Regions from separate parts of the Mus musculus genome. Here region 2 is linked to region 1. A link is a contact called in public promoter capture Hi-C data. All regions are on one chromosome and are shown on one strand. Each heading gives the region's core, a stretch centred on a gene start, on an enhancer-like site or on the middle of the called end of the contact. The rest is flanking DNA. Distances are from core to core; before and after follow the strand shown.

Region 1 (6,089 bases), core at 3,384-5,883:
CCGATAATCTCGATCCTTATGCACTAATCTTAAAGGCTGCAAAACTTCCAGTAAACCAGTAGTTCTCAGCCTGAGGGTTGCAACCCCTTTTGGGAGTACACATCGGATATTCTGCATATCGAATATTTACACTATGGTTGGGGGTCACCACAACCTGAGGAACTGTGTTATAAAGGTTGAGAGGCACTGCAAACCTTTAACTGAGAGCATCTCTGTATTCTGGTGTGCCCCACTCCTCATGCCATCCTGTACCAACCACATGAAGATGAGACTGCCAGCCTGAGACTCCTCCCCGACACTCCTAAGCCTGATGGCTCAGCCATAGCTGTACATTTCCTTAGCCAAGCAGGAACCATGCAACCACGGTCATAGCACAAAAGGCCGTCAACACACACGGAAGGGACTCTGGCCAGAAGAATGTGGTGAGCATGGTTCTAGCAGGCTTTGCCCTTGTCCAGAATTCCCTCTGCCTTGCTAAAAAAAAAAAATTAGATTACATTCCTAAAGTTGCTGCTTTAAATCCGAGGTCTGTTCCCTTGTTTGACCACTTCCTCCAAAGGCTGAAGGTCCTATACCAAGTCCCAGCTATAAAAGTATAGAACTTCAGTCATCAAAAGCCTTTGGCTCACCTAATTAACATGACTGATAAAACACTTTATCCTAACTCAGGGTTTCCCCTTTTGCCTTTGTAAGCTGCCATTTTCCTTTGTGCCACATCTCTCTCTTTATCCAGTGGCAGTCCTCTGTCAATACCCCCTCTTTGTCAAACACCCCTCTCCCTTGTTGCTTTCCCCTTCTTCATCCTCAATCCTATGTCTTTGTCTCTGATTCCTTGCCCTCTGTCCCTCTGGGGCAAATACATCTTTGTGCTGAGAACTTGGTCTTGGGGTCCTGAGCCAATGCTTTTTCTTGCATACATCATACAGAGAAGGGCGGCTACTGGACTTCCCTCCATGGATGCTCTCCATGCAGGGTACAGAACATCTGAGAGCCGTGCTAACCAGAGCCAGGACTGCACTTGGTCTCCCTAACTCACCTTCAGCTCTCCTGCGACTGTCTGCGTGCCAATTATGTTGTAACAAGACTTTTCCCCGGGTCCGAGGATGTGGGAATAATCTACCATGAAAGCCAAGTTTGAGCCAACAAAAGTATCTTTATTCAAAAATTGATCCATCAAAGAGACAGCTGGGTTTGGTTGGGATTCAAACCAAGTCAGACTGGGATAGAGAAACCTACCTTTCTTTCTTTCTTTCTTTCTTTCTTTCTTCCTTCCTTCCTTCCTTCCTTCCTTCCTTCCTTTCCTTCCTTCCTTCCTTCCTTCCTTCCTTCCTTCTTTCTTTCTTTCTTTCTTTCTTTCTTAGATATTTTCTTAATTTTCATTTCAAATGTTATCCCCCTCTCCCCATTTCCCCTCCGAAAACCCCCTATTCCATCCTGCCTCCCCCTGCTCACCAACCCACCCACTCCGGCTTCCCTGTCCTGATATTCCCCAACACTGGAGCATAGAACCTTCACAGGATCAAGGCCTCTCCTCCCATTGATGCAAGACAAGGCCATCCTCTGCTACATATGCTACTGGAGCCATGGGTCCCTCCATGTGTACTCTTTGGTTGGTGGTTTAGTCCCTGGGAGCTCTGAGGGTACTGGTTGTTCCTCCTATGGGGCTGCAAACTCCTTCAGCTCCTTGGGTCCTTTCTCTAGTAGAGCAACCTTTTAAAACAAAAACACCCAAATTAGGTAGGGTAGGGGAAGCCAACCAGGTACATGCATGTTGTACATTTCTAACTGTCTTTCACACCTGGCATCTTAAGTGGGTTACTACCTATAAAATACCTCAGATGGCTTCCCTGGTCATTTAACCTGGCTTGACACCAGCCAATCTGCCTCTTTTACAGCTACTGCGTTTCACTCCTGACTGGGTGCTAATCAACAAAACCTTAGTCTTCCGTTCATTTGGGGCACCTGGGGCCAGAAATTGTTTCTGGGAATTTAGCTGCTCCTTATAAATACAAGATTATACAAGATGGGGTCTCTAAGGCTAAAGTGGCTTCCCACATCTACTCACCCCTGACAGGAAGTCCATGACAAACCAAAATATAGTTATCACCAAAGTATAGCCCAGTGAACCATGACTTTGACCTGGGGTTACTTATACAGATATGGGTGAGAAGTTCCTTACAGGAGCAGAGATGGCTTGAAGGCAGTTGGATCCCCAAGGCTTACCCCAACCTCAGCACAGATGGCAGCTCACAAAAGGTAGGAACCTGGAACACACTGAATGGTCTACAGGCTACTCAGTAGGCTGGAAGGTGTCTCTTCCAAGTGACTAGTCTAAGCCTCTTCCAGTATTTTGGCTAGGTTTTGCTTCTTCTAGGCACCAGGTCTGGTCTTAGAATCTCCTTTTCAGCTTGTCTTTTCTGAGTCTTATCCACAGCTTGGCTTGTCTAAGTGTTGTCTTGATGAGTTAACTACTCTTGTGAGAGGGACTCAGGCTTTTATTGCTCACTCTGGCAGGGTGCCTAGTGAATCTGCTCGGTTTCAGGGACTTCCTGGAACTACTTTGAATTGTTTACCTTCCTGTTTAAGGAGCTTCCTTGCAGGGTGGAATGTTTCAATCTCAGAGGAAACTGCTACACAACAAACTTGTGTTAACAAAATGACAGGCTTTGTTTCTTACCTTTAAAGTGTCAATTTAGGGTTGGAGAAAGGGCTCAGTGAGTTGAGTGACTGTCACACAAACATGAGGACTTTCTGATCCCCAGCACCTGCATAAAGACCCAAGCATGTGCCATGTGGCACGCTAGTCAAGTGCTACTGAGGTCTGACAAGCTCATCCCTGGGGCTGGCTCTCCTGCCACCCCAACCTACTAGGTGAGTTCAGGCCATTGAGATCCTGTGTGAAAAAGCAAGCTGGGTAGCTTCCACAGAACAATACCAACTGCCCTCTGCCTTCCATGTTTACCTAAACACATACACAATTTTAAATGTTTACGTTAATCCTAAGTCATAACTCCTTGTAAAACAGTTTGAGTTTGGGGCAGGGGTCCTGCTTTTGTTCAGGATTGAAACCACATACTTCTGAAAGTGAATCTTCTTCCTTTGAGATTAGGTCTTACTATGAAACCTACTTTGTCCTCGTTAATCTCCTACCTCAGCCTCCCAAGTACAGGGACTACAGATAGGTCCCTTATTTGGGGGAGAGAGGCAGAGACAGAGACAGAAGTTAATCCTGGAGCACTCTCATAGTCATTAAAAGCAAACGCCTTTCAAAGCCCTGGCAAGTTGAGGGAAAGACAAGTCTATTAGAGCAAGGAGCACACACAGAAGTGTCTGCTGTAATAAGCTGCCGTTTATCCTGCAGGTGTGTGGCAGACGCTGGGCTTCACCTGCACACCATGTCCCCTCCTCACCACCCTGGCAGAGCCGCTGTTTCCTTCTCCTCCATATAAGAACGCAGAGCCGCTGTTTCCTTCTCCTCCATATAAGAACGCTGTAGGTTGGCCAGTTTACAGGTCCTGCTTACTCAGCTATTTCAGGGAGACATAGGATTTATGTCTTTTTATTTTTAAACTGGGCTCTTTTTTCCCCTTTGAGGGGGTCAGCTGTTCTGAATAAGGGTCTTCTGTAGTCCAGGCTGGCTGTGAAGTTCTAAGCAAACTTTGTGATGCTCTTACATCTATTTGTGCTCGGTGCTAGCACTCTGGGCTTTATACCGTGCTAGAGACTGAAGCCAGGGCCTGAGGCAGGAGCTTGAGGGAGGAACAGAAAGCACCCACACACTGAGCAGCACAGGAAGCCACCCTGTGCCTGCCTTAAAGGACCAGCTCTCTGTCTTGCTCTGCTCCGTCCAACCCACGTGCATCCAACTGACTGACTGTGAAACCCACACTTTAGGAGCCACTCAGAAAGAGGAGCAGAACCCAGAACCTTCTGGGAGGCATCACTTTTCTCTTCAAGAAGGAAGCCCTCAGAAAGTACAGCCTGCGTCCCCAGCAGACCTGCATGGCTGGCCAGCCCAGGTGACAAAGGAGGCTCGCAATCTGATAGCTTTGTTTTGTAGCCTTTGCAGTGCCAGAGCCCATGGCAAAGTGTGCCAAATGTGTCGAGCCCCTGGATTTATGCAGGACATTCACACATGACCTCCATGATCACTGTGACACTAGCCAGGTTAACTCACAAGTCTCCGACCCAGCCAAGACCTAGCCCTTTCCTCGTGGCTCCTGTAGTCTTCAACCAACTTGATTGCATGATATTTTGCTCTGTTCATTTCAAGATTCCCATCCTAGCTGGGTGTGCTCCTCGGCTCAGGCCCAGTGCACTCAGGATGCCAGCATTCTGCAGCTGAGGGATTAACGTCAGAAACAAGACTTTAGCCCCAAGGAAGTTTTCTTTTCCCCGCTCAAAGCAATCTGGGTTAAGAGCTAGGAAGACCAGAGTATTTAGTGCCTCGGGTCCCTTGTGTGTTTTCCAGCAGCCTTCCACCTTCCTGGCCATTGGATCTGGCCTGCTAAGTAACTTGCACAAACAAAAGACAGGCCTTTGTTTGGCGTTCACAGTTCCACGTTCTGATCACTAGATGGCAGCATGGACACATCTAAAGTGCACGGCTGTGGCAAACACTTCTTAAAAGCTTACTTAACAGGCATTAGCAAAAGGACTCGGAGGGGACCTGAACTCCACCTCCCAGCGTGCATTAATCAGCATGTGACTTCTCCTGCGCAGAGATCTGAAGTTTGTCTCCTGAAGGAATCTGGAGGACTGTGTGGACTCACTCTTCTAAAGTAAGATATTTTTTTCTAATCACTTTCGACAAAACTTTTGGGGACTGAGAGTTGTAGCTTGTGTTGCCATCTTCTCCATATCGCCGAGTTGAAGATGCATCTTCAGTTAGTGTGGGAGTTGGGAATCCTCTTGTATTTATTAGAGTTTGAAAATAGCCAAAGAAAGACAACTGTTCCAGTATCTGTCCTAAGTAAACTGGCTCGTGAAAATATTTGGAATTCCAGAAAATACTCTGAGCCTTTTTCTAGTAAAAAGAAATTTAGGGTTTTAGTACAATCTTTAGAAGTAGGAAAGTCATTATGTTAAGAGTGGGTTAAGTTTACAATTTCTGGACGTATTCCCACTCTAAACCCCACCCTGTTACCCCCCCTCCCCAAAAAAAAAACAAAAACAAAAAAACAAAAAAACCCATGTTGCCTTGAGACTGCTTGGAGGTCAGCTGGAGAAAGGTTTAGAAGTAAACAGAAACTAAATTTTGTGCCTGGTTGCTTCTGGGTGGTCTCGGGGGTCATGGAGGTGCTTAAGAGAGCACTGAGCAGGTGCCTTCACTGATTCTCAACCTGTGGGTCGCGACCCCCACGCCTAGGTTCTATCTAATTAGATATTCTGAATGTCAGGTGTTTACATTATGGTTCATAACAGCACCAAAATTACAGTTGTGAAGTAGCAACAAAAATATGGGTCACCACAACATGAAGAACTGCGTTAAAGTGTCGCTGCATTAGGACGGTTGAGAACCAGGGCTTTGGTGGGCGAATACCCAGGGTCCCTTAGTGAAGGCCCTGGACTGTGAGTTTCTTATGCTGTACTCAGGGTCGGGGGAGGCAGGGACGGCTCATCCCTTCCTAAAAGCACAAGTTAGCTTTCTCTCAACTCCTACCACACTCTAAGTGAAATTTCTCTCTGCGTGCTACTGGTAAAAAGCAAAGCAAAGCGTACTGCATCAGAATTGGGGAGACGCCATGAAGCCAGATCCTGTTACCCAGCATGTGCGCATGATTGGATCACAGAGTGGGGGTCATCAGTTGGCTTCAGAAGCCCCTCTTACCGTGTGACTGTGTCGGGCTGGATCTCAGAGGAAGGCTCTAATAGGAACCTAACAGGATGGCTTTTATTAGGGGAGATACTGTTGTGGGAGAAAATGACAAGGAACCAGGTGACGATGGGAGAGACTTCAGATGGATCGAGGCAGGGAGAAGGCAGAAGTGGATTTGGGGGTGGGGGCACCCTGAATGCTTCCTTCAGTAGGGTGGGGCTGGGGACCCTAAGGAGGCTAGGGAGAAAGAGTTCTGTACGTCATCCATCAC
Region 2 (5,768 bases), core at 2,512-5,011, 200 kb after region 1:
AATGTCACGGGGCATTTTCTCAATCAAGGTTCTTCTTTCCAGATGACTCTGCCTTGTGTGAAGCTGGAAAAAAAATCCTAGCTACTTCAGGGATTCTAAAAGTCTAGTTCTGTTTAAAATGTCAGTCTCACAAATAATTGAAATATTTCTCTTCCCAACAGTCCAGCTGAGGAGAAGAGAGTCCATGGTTTCCTTTTGTATCCTCTTGCCTTCTATAGCTGTTCTTGCTTCCGGGCCTCCCTCTTTCCCCAGTTAGGTCACCACGCTTGAAGACAAACGGTGATGCTCTTTGGGAGCGCCTTCAGAGGGACTCAATTCTTGTATCTTGCTGACGTTGTCTATGTGTCCTGCGAATGACATCTCTGATGGTCTTGGGCAGGATTCCAGGATCCCAGCTCAAGCCTTGATTCTTCTCAGTTTACCACAGTTATGCATCCTTGACACACTGTGGTGGTGAGGCAGAGATTCTACCACTTTTATTCCTCGTGATAGTTGAGAGTCTAGGGACCGTGGCAACTGTCAAGCTTCCCCAAGCACTATCTTATCAGGTGTTATCTACCTATCTATCTATCTCTCTATCTGTGTGTGTGTGTGTGTGTGTGTGTGTGTGTGTGTGTGTGTGTGAGAGAGAGAGAGAGAGAGAGAGAGAGAGAGAGAGAGAGAGAGAGAGAGAGAAAGAGAGGAGAGTCTGCCTCCTTTCCTTTATTCTTTTTTCCAATTTTTTTATTAAATATTTTCTTCATTTACATTTTAAATGCTATCCCGAAAGTCCCCTATACCCTCCCCCCATCCTGCTCCCTTACCCACCCAATCCTACTTCTTGGCCCTGGCGTTCCCCTGTACTGGGGCATATAAAGTTTGCAAGACTAAGGGGCCTCTCTTCCCAATGATGGCCGACTAGGCCATCTTCTGGTACATATGCAGCTAGAGACACGAGCTCTGGGGTACTGGTTAGTTCATATTGTTGTTCCACCTATAGGGTTGCAGACCCGTTCAGCTCCTTGGATATTTTCTCTAGCACCTCCATTGGGGGCCCTGTGTTCCATCCAATAGATGACTATGAACATCCACTTTTGTATTTACCAGGCACTGGCCTAGCCTCACGAGAGACAGCTATATCAGGGTCCTTTCCGCAAAATCATGCTGGCATATGCCATAATGTCTGGGTTTGGTGCCTGATTATAGGATGGATCCCCAGGTGGGGCAGTCTCTGGATGGTCCATTCTTTTGTCTCAGATCCAAACTTTGTCTCTGTAACTCCTTCCATGGGTATTTTTTTTCCCTATTCTAAGGAGGAATGAAGTATCCACATGTTGGTCTTCCTTCTTTTTGATTTTCTTGTGTTTGGCAAATTGCATCTTGAGAATTCTAAGTTTCTGGACTAATATCCACTTATCAGTGAGTGCATAATAATGGGTTTAAGAATTTCCACATTTGCAGCTTCTGGCTTGGAATGAGGCACCAGGCTCTTCTGTGTTCCTAATCTCCATGAGCAATTCTATTGGAGCATTCCCCACCTACACCTACAGACTTAATCTTACTTGCTATTATTACTTTAATGAAAAATTATTTATTATTTAATGTGAATTTATATCTCAACGGTATGTATTTATGTCTATATGTATGTACAGGACATGCATGTCTCATGCCATCAGAGGTCTGTAGAGGACCTTGGATTTACTGGGACGAGAGTTACAGGTGTCTGTGAGTCACAAAGTGGGTGCTGGAAATTGAATGCAAGTCCTCTGCAAGAATGAGTGTTCTTGAACTTGGCCTGGCAAAATGGTTCCCACAAAGAAAAGCGGCGAGCAGAAGAGCCATTCTGCCATAAAAGAAGTGATGACCAGAGAATGCGCCATTAGCATTCTCAAGCACACACACCGAAGTAGGCTTCAAGGAGCGTGCCCCTTGGGACATTTGCCATGAAGGAAATGGGAACTCCAGATGTTTACACTGATGCCGGGCTCAATGCTCCATCATATATTCATGTACGTTTGTCCAGAAAACATAATGAGGATGGGGACTCACCAAACAAATTCTACAAACTGTTAACTTACCTACCTGGTACCACATTCAGAAATCTATAGAAGGTCGGTGTGGATGAGAACTAACCTGCTGAATGCCGAATGAAGTTGCAGATCTGCCGACTAAACAAAAGACAACAAACAAACAAACAAACAAACAAAAAACAAGTGCTCTTAACCACTGAGTCACCTCTCCCGTCCAACCATTGTTACATTTTTGAAACAAGCTGGCTTCAAGGTCCCTATGTAGACAACGACAGTCTTGAACTCCTGATCCTCCTCCCTCTGTCTCCTAAGTGCCTTGATTCCAGGTTATAGCCAGTCACAGTGTCGTTAGACTTCAGGCTTACAGGTTGTGAGCCACTACCTGCACCTCCCTTCACCTGTCTTTTAAACAGTGTAACTTCAAACGCACAGAAAACACCAACTTCAACTTCCTTATGCTTGCTCTTCTGCCTTGAGACAGCTGAACTTTGTCCTCTGGGTACTGCTGTCCTTTCTGAAGCGTCTCTCAATGTCCTTGCTTAAGCTGTAGTAGATATATATATATATATATATTCCGAGTTTTGCTTCATGAGAAGAACCCAGGGGCCAATGAGATAGAGCAGCCGTTAAGGGGGAATGTCTCTAAGCCTGACACCCTAAGTTCTAGCCCTGGGACTCCTCACAAGCTGTCTGCTGACTTCCACACGCTCGCTGTGGCAGGAACCCCCATTCAACTCCTCCATGAAATTAGTAAGTAAAATGTGGGGTGTTTTGTTTATTTAAAAGAAGATGAAGAACCCAGCCTGCGTCTCCGTCTCTGAAATTAGTGTCTGCATTGTTTTGTTTTGTTTTTTTCGAGACAGGGTTTCTCTGTGTAGACCTGGCTGTCCTGAAACTCACTTTGTAGACCAGGCTGGCCTCGAACTCAGAAATCCGCCTGCCTCTGCCTCCCAAGTGCTGGGCTTAAAGGCGTATGCCACCACGGCCCGGCTAAGCGTCTGCATTCTTTTTTTTTTTTTTTTTTTTTTTGACAGGGTTTCTCTGTGTAGCCCTGGCTATCCTGGAACTCACTTTGTTCGAGGAGGCTGGCCTCGAACTCAAAAATACGCCTGCCTCTGCCTCCCAAGTGCTGGGATTAGAGGCGTGCGCCAGCACGCTTGGCATCTGCATTCTTTTAAATTCAGGGAATGGGAATTCTGTTGCTTGTTCAGTCCCACAACTCAACAGTGAAGGAGGGAATTTCAGACTCACCTGTAACACTAACGCAGTTTCATAGGAACCTCAGAAGCAGCTCCATGATGTAGCCACCACTAACAGGGAGCACATGGCGCCTCTCAGTCAACAGTTGAAGCAACCCTACGAGTTTATAGTTAGCACTGTTTAGTCCCAGCAGGTCGCGTATTGAGGGAGCGTTCAGCCTGACAAATCCTGGGGCCGGGGGACCATGTACAATCTGCTGGTCAGGCGTGGTAGGAGCTGTCCCCGGGCAGAGCCTGCGTACTATTGTGGACGCGCACCTGTCGTCTCCCAAATGGTCAGACTCTGCTTTCCAGACTTTTCTGTCGCTTTTCATCATTCGGATGAGCGCCCCACTTACAGGATCGAGCTGGAGCGAGAAGCCCAGCTCACAGGTCGCAGAGACCCTGGCCCTGGGCGGTGCTTGTACCCGCGTGGCGGGTCCCGGCTTCAGTTCCTCCCTGCAGGGCTGCGGGAAGCGCTCAGCTGACCTGGGGGCGGGTCCGTGCTCGGGGCGGGGACACAGCGTCCAGGCCTTGGCAAGGCTTGGGCGACACTGCCGGGTTCCTGCTTGCGAGCGGTCAGCATGCATCTTCACCTGCTCTTGATATTGGCGCTATTTCGGGCCGGCTGCGTGGTGGCAGGTCCTAGCTACAGCCTGAGCGGGAGCTGGCGGGTGAGCAACGGGAATGGCTCCCTGGAGCTACCGGCGACTGTCCCCGGCTATGTGCACAGCGCCCTGCACCAGCACGGGCTGATCCAGGTAGGACGCACAGTCACCCCCCACACCCCCCATGCGGGTCCAGGTCAGTAGGTGCAGCTGTGGGCAGTTGGGGGAATGGCCTGGGAGTTCAGGCCAGTTGTGGACACTGACCCTCCCTCGCTGGGTCTTCAGTGACCTTGGAAGGCGGAAGTTGTGTATATGAAACAAACGGTATGTCTGCTGTCTACTTATTGTGGTGATTCTCTGCTCAAGCATTTCCTAAGAGGACTTACCTTTCTCCCTCCGGACAGGGTTACTGTTGCAATCATCTGGATGCTTGTAGCTTTTAGTTAATCAAAGTTCGCCGACCCTAGGATGTCCGGGTTTTCTTTTTCTGCTTTGAAGCCTCGTGCGTCAGGTTTGAAATAAACACAAGGGATTGGGGAGAGCACTAGTAAAGTTTGGTTGTTGATGCTAATGAGGAGCCTAAATATTTGGGAGGGGAGTGTGTGCAAGTGTGTGTGTGGTGTGTGTGTGTGTGTGTGTGTGTGTGTGTGAGAGAGAGAGAGAGAGAGAGAGAGAGAGAGACCCAGAACCATGAGTATACTAAGCACACATTGTACCACCACCGAACTACACCCCAATCCTAAAGCCTGAATACCGTGCTGACATTTTTTTTTTAAATGAGAGTCTGTCATCCAACAGTGTGGTAGGTTTCTTTATGATAGTTTCATGTGAGTGCACCATGTTCTCTGCCCATATTCACTTTTTACTGGGTCTTGCCACCACGTGATCCCTCCCTCGTTCAAGGAGTTTCTTTCCATTATGGTGTCCTATATACGTACACTTATGAATACATATATTTACATCTAGAGTCAACATGAGTAAAAACATGCCATATCTTGTTTTCATTCTCATTTGTCTTATGTTGTTGTTTTGTTACCAATTTTTATTGTCTTCATTATCCTTACCTTCTTTTTTTTTTCTGGCTTTTGAGACAGGATCCCATGTAGTTCAGGCTGACCTTGAATTCCCAATGTAACTGAGGACCACCTGAACTCCTGATCCTCCTGCCTCCTCCTCCCATGTGCTGGAGATATAAGTGTTTACCATCATGCACAGCCTAATTACATCATTTTTCCTATGGAAAATGTGTGTGTGTGTGTGTGTGTGTGTGTGTGTGTGTGTGTGTGTGTGTGATTTTCTTTAACCATTTGTCTGTTAGTGGGCATCTGGGCTGATTCCATCACTTGGCTATCATGCCGCAACCAAATGGCTACACAGATATTTCTGCACTATGCTGTCCTAGGATCCTTCAGGTATCGGAAGGAGTGGTGCAGCTGTTATGGGGGAGGGGGGGGCTTATTCCTAGTGGTTCTTTTTATTGCTATTGTTTTTGAGACAGAGTTGTTTTTGTTTTGTATTCTTTGTTAATTTGCCTTGTTTGCTTTTTTTTTTTTCAAGACAGGGTTTCTCTGTGTAGCCCTGGCAGGCTGGCTTCAAACTTCACAAGTTTCTGCCTTCCGAGTGCTAGGATTAAAGGCTTGAGCTACTAATACAGGTTGAGTGTCACCATTTTTAATGGTTTGAGGAACATCCATGCTGAACTACATAGTAAGCCTGCATAATTGTGTGTGTGTGTGTGTGTGTGTGTGTGTGTGTGTGTGTGTGTGATCCAGAGGTTGGTGTTGACTGTCATCAGTCATATTTACCTTATTTATTGAGTCCGGGACTTTCACTGAACCCCAAGCTCAGTGAATGCCTAGACGAGTTAGCCACAGTCTCCACTCTCCCATTGCCAGGATTACAGTGGAATCTCA

Evidence for each region. Promoter capture Hi-C pulls out the DNA fragments that hold promoters and counts their contacts.
Region 2: a contact with region 1 is called in a promoter capture Hi-C map of embryonic stem cells, with 3 times the contacts expected there. The contact joins the promoter of Manba here to the promoter of Bdh2 in region 1. A contact is called at or near these places in 11 of 39 promoter capture datasets (the C10 cell line, the HPC-7 cell line, cranial neural crest and 7 more), 5 of 484 Hi-C or Micro-C datasets (Th17 cells, embryonic stem cells, gonadal supporting cells and 1 more), 6 of 115 datasets of contacts at active chromatin or transcription factors (bone marrow-derived macrophages, embryonic stem cells, extraembryonic endoderm stem cells and 2 more) and 2 of 9 other capture datasets (adipose tissue and pancreatic islet).

The regions. Positions count from the first base shown.
Region 1 is chr3:135,276,588-135,282,676 of GRCm38.p6, forward strand. Bdh2 (3-hydroxybutyrate dehydrogenase, type 2) reads left to right here and starts at 4,634. Exons shown (of 10, transcript NM_001172055.1): 1 at 4,634-4,781. It overlaps Gm46826 (a long non-coding RNA gene), which reads right to left. Exons shown (of 3, transcript XR_001783991.2): 3 at 5,845-6,089.
Region 2 is chr3:135,481,850-135,487,617 of GRCm38.p6, forward strand. Manba (mannosidase, beta A, lysosomal) reads left to right here and starts at 3,762. Exons shown (of 17, transcript NM_027288.3): 1 at 3,762-4,008. The coding sequence starts at 3,832. It overlaps Gm30992 (a long non-coding RNA gene), which reads right to left and starts at 3,752. Exons shown (of 3, transcript XR_376111.4): 1 at 3,261-3,752; 2 at 2,113-2,147.